Linked DNA regions of Canis lupus: region 1 is linked to region 2. Evidence: chromatin contacts called from public Hi-C data. All regions are on one chromosome and are shown on one strand. Each heading gives the region's core, a stretch centred on a gene start, on an enhancer-like site or on the middle of the called end of the contact. The rest is flanking DNA. Distances are from core to core; before and after follow the strand shown. Region 1 has its middle 280 kb from the start of CIBAR1. Region 2 overlaps RUNX1T1 (protein CBFA2T1).

What was found. Hi-C and Micro-C count contacts between places; a contact is called where the count stands out from the background.
Region 1: a contact with region 2 is called in a Hi-C map of skin fibroblasts, with 2.1 times the contacts expected there. The contact joins two enhancer-like sites. A contact is called at or near these places in 2 of 9 Hi-C or Micro-C datasets (amygdala and skin fibroblasts).

Annotation. Positions count from the first base shown.
Region 1 is chr29:38,974,929-38,978,482 of UU_Cfam_GSD_1.0, forward strand. No RefSeq gene overlaps it. Among named protein-coding and RNA genes, the nearest start is that of CIBAR1, 280 kb to the right of the region's middle. Within about 2 kb of position 2,288, at least 2 of the 20 cell types and tissues checked have an H3K27ac peak or open chromatin away from gene starts, as enhancers often do.
Region 2 is chr29:37,906,301-37,909,938 of UU_Cfam_GSD_1.0, forward strand. All of the region lies in intron 4 of RUNX1T1 (protein CBFA2T1), which reads right to left. Among named protein-coding and RNA genes, the nearest start is that of RUNX1T1, 23 kb to the right of the region's middle. Within about 2 kb of position 1,906, at least 9 of the 20 cell types and tissues checked have an H3K27ac peak or open chromatin away from gene starts, as enhancers often do.

The sequences.
Region 1 (3,554 bases), core at 1,038-3,537, 1.1 Mb after region 2:
CTCACTAGTATTGCTTCCTTAACTTGGCCTGAATATAGATTTTTTTCTTTTTTTCTCTCTGATTTTCCTACCATCTGAGATATGTTCATGATGATTTATGTTACGTATAATGCTACGTAGAACGTACACAATAATATATAGCATTTAGTGCCAAGTTATCAAGGTATTGTTCTATCACCAGCTTCTGTAAGCTGAGAACGACTTTTCCCAGAATCTCTCCATGATTCCGGGCCAGGGTTGGCCAAAGTAGGAACTGAAAGAGAAGAAGCCTGGGGTTAGGAAGTGTGTCTACACAGCTCGGTCCCTTCCTCCTTCTCTTGGGAGTGACGCTGCCCACCCAGAGCACACATCCCACTTCTCACACAGGGTGGATCTCCACCGTGGCCTACACCACAGCCTGTAGTGGGGTGCGGATGTCCTCCCAAGTCTACATTATAAGACCCACCTGCCACATTCTCCCACCTTGTCAGAGTAAAGATGGCATCTGGGGCTTCATCTGTCCGGTTTCTACTTCTCAACTGGTTCAGAACTAAGGTGGAGAAGAGAAGTGTTCATTGCTAGGCTCCCCCAAGCCCTAGAATTCCTCAAGGAGACCTTGTAAGAAAGCTTCCCGCCAGATCTTGAAGGATGTCATGGGACTAGAAGTGAAAGAGAACCAAGGAGGCAGGCACAGGAAACCATGTGAGCAAGAAAGAATGTCGTGTGGGCAAGAAAGGGAAGATTCATGGGGGGAATGAAACTAAATTTTCTAAGCAAATGAGACATAATGAGGGAGGCAGTTTGAAAAGACACAGGACAGTGGGGTAGCTGATGAAGGCCTTGAAGACGAACTTTAAAATTTTCATAATAAAAGTAAAATTTTTTTTCATAATACTTCCCTTGATTTTGCACCAATGATTCAGCTTCTCCCAATATTAAATCTTCTGATCAGCTTCACCCCTAATTTAGTGAGATACACAATCGCTCCTCTCTAGATCTCTTTTACAGCTAATATAGGTTTCCTAATATCCTAATCAGAGAAATGACCTGCCAAGAGGAAGAGTGTCCGAAGCTTTCCCACTGTCCGTCCCTCCAGCACCCTTAACTGTCTCCAGCTTTACTCAGCAATATATTTTGCAGTCTCGCAGACATTACTAATCCTTTCAGGAGTAGAACCCCTCTTCTATGCCTTAGATAGGATTTCAGGGTGCTTTCCTAGAAAGACCAGGAGAAAGAGGGATGGGATGGCTAACATTTTACCCTGGCTCCGAATCTGTCAGGAATTCAAGCGAAGAATTGCATCTCCGTGTCTGAGCTCATCCATGTGTTATGAATCACACTGTTGGAAAATGCACCCATATTTCCCTTTGGTCCCTTATCTATCCTCGCCCACCCCCTCTCCACATTTCAAATTCATTTTTGTTTCTGTTCCAGGACTAATGAGACTGTGATCAATGCATCTCTAGCTGACCCTGCCTTCAAGTCTTCAATCATAACTTCTCTGTCTAATCCACTCCCCTCTCCTCTTTGTCAACTGATGGATTTATTTAGTTAAGAAAACTAAAAATACAATCATGCCTCCACTCCACAAACAGGCCTCCGGTTTGATGGTCTTCATTTTATGAAATCCAACCAACCGCAGATCCTAACGCTGTCCTTATGGTGTCTGTCTCTGGGATGATAATATTTTCTGCTTTTGTGAAAATGTTTTAAGGTCTGCTTCTTTCACGAATGGGGTGTTCGGCAGGGTCACTTTCCTGAGGCCAAGGTTCGAAGATTATACCCAGAAAGTTCTATCCCTAAGCAGTTTTTTTTTTTTTTTCATATGAGCTTAGTGCTCACGATCCTTGCTTTATGAAAATGGGACTCCGTGTGAGGTCCGCCCCCACCCAGGGGTGCTGGGAAGAGCCGGGCAGTGCAGAAACCCACTGCCCACTGCCCACCGATGAGCCTGAGGGGCCCAGCAGGGAGGGGTGCCATGACTGCAAACTTCAGAGGACCCTGCGGGCTGCCCTCCCTACTTCCAAAGTTGTGCCAGCTTCACATCCAACCCCAACAGTCCTTTGTGTTTGCACATGATCTGATGATTTGGACAAAATGCTTTTTATATCTAGCATCTCACTTGTTTCTTCCAACATTCCTAAAGGTAACCCTTTTCCTTCTGTCCTTCTGGAGATGGAGAGCCTGAGCTTCTGACAGTGACATTACTCACTGGAATCCACGACCACATCGTGCTGGTTCCAGGCCCCCTCGTGCTCCTTCAGGTGTGAGTCCCTCACCCTCCTGACCTCTGCTCCAACCCCTGTCTCTATCCCAGTGGGCACCTGCACTCGGAGCCCCCAAATGCCACCTCTGCACCCCCAGCCTTCCTCTCTGGCTACAACCACCTCTGTGCTCCATCCTCCGCAGGCCAGAGAGCTTCTTATTACACCGTGCCATGCTCCAGACCATGTGCCATGAAGGCATCACAGGTTCGGAATGCTTCCAAGGGAAACGTAGGGGATCCTAAACCCCTCCAAAGACCTGACCTGGAAATAAGCCTTGGAAATAAGCCCATGCCTTGGCTTGATCCCTACAGTTGGCCAAACTGGAATAATGAAAGGTCATGGCTGATGAAAAGGAAGGGGAGAGAAGTGGCATATAATCGCCTCTCTCTGCCTACTTGGTCTTTGTCTGCTGTTAAAAACAAAAACCATGTGGCTTTTTTTTTTTTCTTTTTTAATCTTTTCTTCCCTTCAGGGATAGAGAAATTTGTTTTAACTCCATTTCACCTAATTAAGGGGACACCCTGTCATTTCTCCCACCCCTTATGGTCCTTGCCTAAGTCCTTTCTTCTTTACAGTAACTGACCCCCATGCGCCTCCAGTAGCCATCACCAAGATGATCCCAGATCCTTTGGGCTGTTGGCCTTCCCAGGTGACCTTGCTTCAAGTCTACTTGCCAGGGCCGGCTCTGCAACTCTCAGAGAGAAAATGGAAGTTCCATCTTACTAATCCAATTTAAATGAAGAATTCTCCAAAGCAACAGATCTCAATGCAATCGATCTTCTTTCTCTTGTCATCTATATGCTCACTGCTTTGATAAACAGTCATTTGCATTTGGAAAGCGGAAAAAATCAAGGAAAGCATAATTGAAGGCTGATACCACTTGGGAAATCTGGTCATAGATGTGAGAATGTTAAGATGGTTCAGGGGACCCTAAAAAAAAAAAAAATGTGCGGCTAGCACGCTGTATATTTTATCTGCGGATTCCCGGACAAGCTTCATGAGAGAAAACACTCTGGGGTCACAAGTATGTATATTTTCTCCAAGAATGAAATGCATCTTCCATCTGAGGGTACTTTTTAGGAACAAAGCACTTGGAGAAATGGCTGTCTCGTAGCTGCTTTAATACTCAACCAGGAAGATAATCAAAATTTAATGACAAAACGCTGGATTCAGAACAATGGGGACAATGAGGTTCTTTACTCTTGCAATAATCCGTATTGCATTGTGTTAATGCGACTGCAATTATCCAGAGTTTGGGATGATCTCGTCCCATTTTCAAAAATCACCGGTAGCACATATTACATGCAA
Region 2 (3,638 bases), core at 656-3,155:
AATAAATAAATAAATAAATAAATAAATAAATAAATAAATAAATAAATAAATAAATCTTTAAAAAAAATTCTGGGATCCCATGACTTTTGTATGCAGTGAATATCCTGTTGGCATCCCAGGCTCGGCCCACAGTCGCCAATAGGATAGGGTTTCTTTTCCCCTTCTTTTTTTTTTTTTTTTTTCTCTAGAGTCACTCGCCTCCTCCCCTTTTCTTCCTGCACACATCTATTTTTTTCTTTTCCTTGCCATTTCACTCCGTGCTGAGTGTGCACGTCTGCGCAAGGCACCAGCCCCGCTTGCTGCCTCCCGTCTTCTTCTGTGACTCCCGACGCCACCTGCAAACCACAACTTTCTCCATTCACTTCTCCGGGTCCCCCAAGCGTTTCTCACATTCGACGCTCCCGGCTGCCAAGGCTTCATGCGGCAAGTGGCACCAATGTGACTTGCACTTCAGCAAGCTCCAGCTGGACACAACTACCAAAAAGTTGAGGCTTGATAGGAAGGTGCCCAGCGTCTGCCACCTGCAGGAGGTCCCCGGTTAAGTGTTGACTGTGGCTTATTTGTGGATCTTTTCTTTTTATTATTTTTTTTTCCTCCCCATGTGTGTGGATGTGGCAACGAGGAGCGCCCTGCAAGATAAGGCACCGGCCTGACGTGTAAATAAACACGCGCGGGCCCGGGATGCACGCAAGGCTTCCAGCAGGGCTGTCCCCGCGGGTGCCCACCAGGCCCCGGGGTGCCAGCCCCCTCGCAGGATGCCCCGGGCTGGTCCAATTATTTAAATGATCATGTACTTTTGGCCCGAGTGGTACGTAAATGCACAAAGTAGCGATGTTACCTCCGGTTAAGCGCAAGAGGGGAGGGAAGCTTGCAGCCCCGGCGCTGCCCCAACCCCTTCCCCACGAGGGCCGGTCCTTTCCTGCTTTGCGAAGACTGGACGCAGCTCCCCGGGCCGGGCTGCTGCACACCTGCAGAGGTCTCCCCGCCACCCCCTTAACATCAGCCGCACGCACATCTGTGCATCCCGAAGGGCAGATGCCCTCCAGTCTGTGGCTCAGAATCCGACGGAAGTAGCTGGAAAAACCCAATCTCCACACAGAGAGTCCCCCCCGCTTCCCCTCCCTTTGCAAGAAACCCCACGGCCAAGGCCCCCTCTGCACCCCCACCCGGCGTGCAGACATCTCACCGGCCCACACGGGGGATAGAGAGCGTGCTGGGCGTCCCCCCCGGGAGAGGACAGCCGGGTGGACTCTGGGCTCTCCCGGATGGCTGCACCTGCAAGCATCCCCAGGAATTCTTTATCCTGCACTGTCCTCAACTCGGCCACCCATCGCTGTCCAGATAGGATTCCTCGCCCCACCTCCAGCTTCATCAGGGGGTGTTGCTTTTCCCCCCAGCAAGTGTTCCAGGCCAAATTCAAATTCCCAGGCCCCAAGGGGGGGGGGAGAACAACAACAACAAAAAACCAAACACCCCCCAAACTTAAAAGTGCTATCACCTTGGCTTAAAGATGGGCTGTTCCCCCAGATGGATTAAGATGCTGAAACTGCCTCACCCAAACCACCTGTGCACCACCAGATCCACACTGAGCTCCTAGGGAGCCTGATCTCAGACACCAGATAACCAGCCCCAGGAGAAGAAGGACCCATGGGCTCGGAGCAGCTCCCCACGGGTTAAGAGCTGCTGCCGGTCACAATGTTTCAGAGCCAGGCCAGGGTGTAAAATGAAAGAGCCCGATTTTGAAATTCATCCAAAAAATAAAAATAAAATTAAAATAAAAATTAAGCGTATCTGTCGGGGTAGTCCAGGAGGAGAAAGCAGGGCCACGGCACTGGCAGGAACCTCAAATTCCTGACCAAACCCTCTTGCACACAATGCCTCCAGAAAGAAAGGAACCCAGGGCGGGAGCCAGCCTGACGCTGGCGGACAGACAGGGCTGGCCTTGCAGGATGTCAGAGCGCCAGGCGGCTGCAAGAGATACTGGGTTTTCACACACTCCCAGCCTGACTGTTTTGCTCTTCAGGTAATTAAACAAGGAAGCAGGGCTCTGGGTCTGAGCCTGACCCTGAAGCTGTGGCTCCGTGGTTCTGCATATCAACTTCCGCAAGAACTGCCCGGGGCATCAACAGAACATTCTCTGCTCTCTCTCTCTTCTCTCTCTCTCTCTCTCTCTGTTTCCTTCTCCACCTCTTCCTAAAGCTGACCCAGAAACAAATCCTCCCTACAAAAACATCCACAGCAAGGTCTGAGTCTATTTGTCACAAAAAAGAAAAAAAGAAAAAAAAAAAAAAAAACCCTCTGTGCTGTGGCTGTTCCCTGTCACTAACCCCTGGATTTTAAAAAGAAAACAATAAAAATGAACCTCATGCAGGAACTTTGTAAAAATTCAATGTCACAATCTATGCAGAACACTGGTGCCTTGATTTAAGAGGGGGTTATTCAAAGGAAACAACATCCAAATAATAATCCTGGTTTTCTTTTGCACGCGTGCTGGAATAAAGTGTAAATCTGCAAATCAAAAAAAATTTTAAAAAGCTCCCCAAGACATGGTTTTGATAGTTCAGTTCACAGATGAAACATGTGCTGTGTGTTGTACAATTAATATATTGTCATTTTCAGTTTTTGATAATAGGTCTCATGGCACGTAAATACCACCTATGATCTGGTTTGGGAGGTTTCTTCGAAAAACCTCATTTAAACAAAACTGTATTATTTGTATACAAAGAAAGAAAGTCACCAGCAAAACTCAGGAATATATATATATATATATATATATATATAAAACACACGCACACAATATCCCTCAGAAGAAATGAAAGTGGGACACTTATACACGCACATACGCACACACATTAAGCAATGATTAGAATCACATAAATAATATATTCTTCCTTCATCTCAAAATCCATAGAGTAAAATATTGGCTGAAAGAGACAGAGACCAAAGGAGAGAGGGATACAAAAGCATGCCTGCTTGTCTGTGTTCAACACAAAGAACATTAAATGAAAACAACTGGCATGCTGCCAAATTCCTATAGAGGCAAAGAGATTCAAATAAATTGATTTCACGCATCACACTGACCTGGGATCAGTGTGCAGTGCTACAATAAGCTCAAAGCTCCATGTGGGGTAAAGCCCATTAATGCTATCAGACCCCTCGAACATGACCAAGAAAAACTAAAAATAAATGCAGACGCTCTCCAAAACCAGCAATTTTGCTTGGGAAAATAACTTTCCTCTTCTCCTAATAAAGACGGCCAATACCTAAGGGGTCAGAGCACCATTCACATTCAGTTTTTTGTTTTTGTTTTTTAAATCGCCCTGTTTAAAAATACAAATGTGGCTACTGAGACCCATATCCCATGTATGACCCATGTATAAATCGGGACTACGTAATTATGACACCCCAGACGGGCACACAGACACACACCACCCTGCAACAGAAGTTTCTTCCGTTTCCGTCCTCATTGTGTTGGTCCATGCTATTCCCCTTGTATCTTTTAGACCAGCCAATGGATCTTTTTGAAAAATTATTATTATTTTCAAGTATGACAGCTACTGGACCCTTCTCAGTGTTTTCCTTCACTAAGAGCAAGCACTTCTCCAGCTGTCCTAAAGCCGCCCACCCCTCAACAAAGG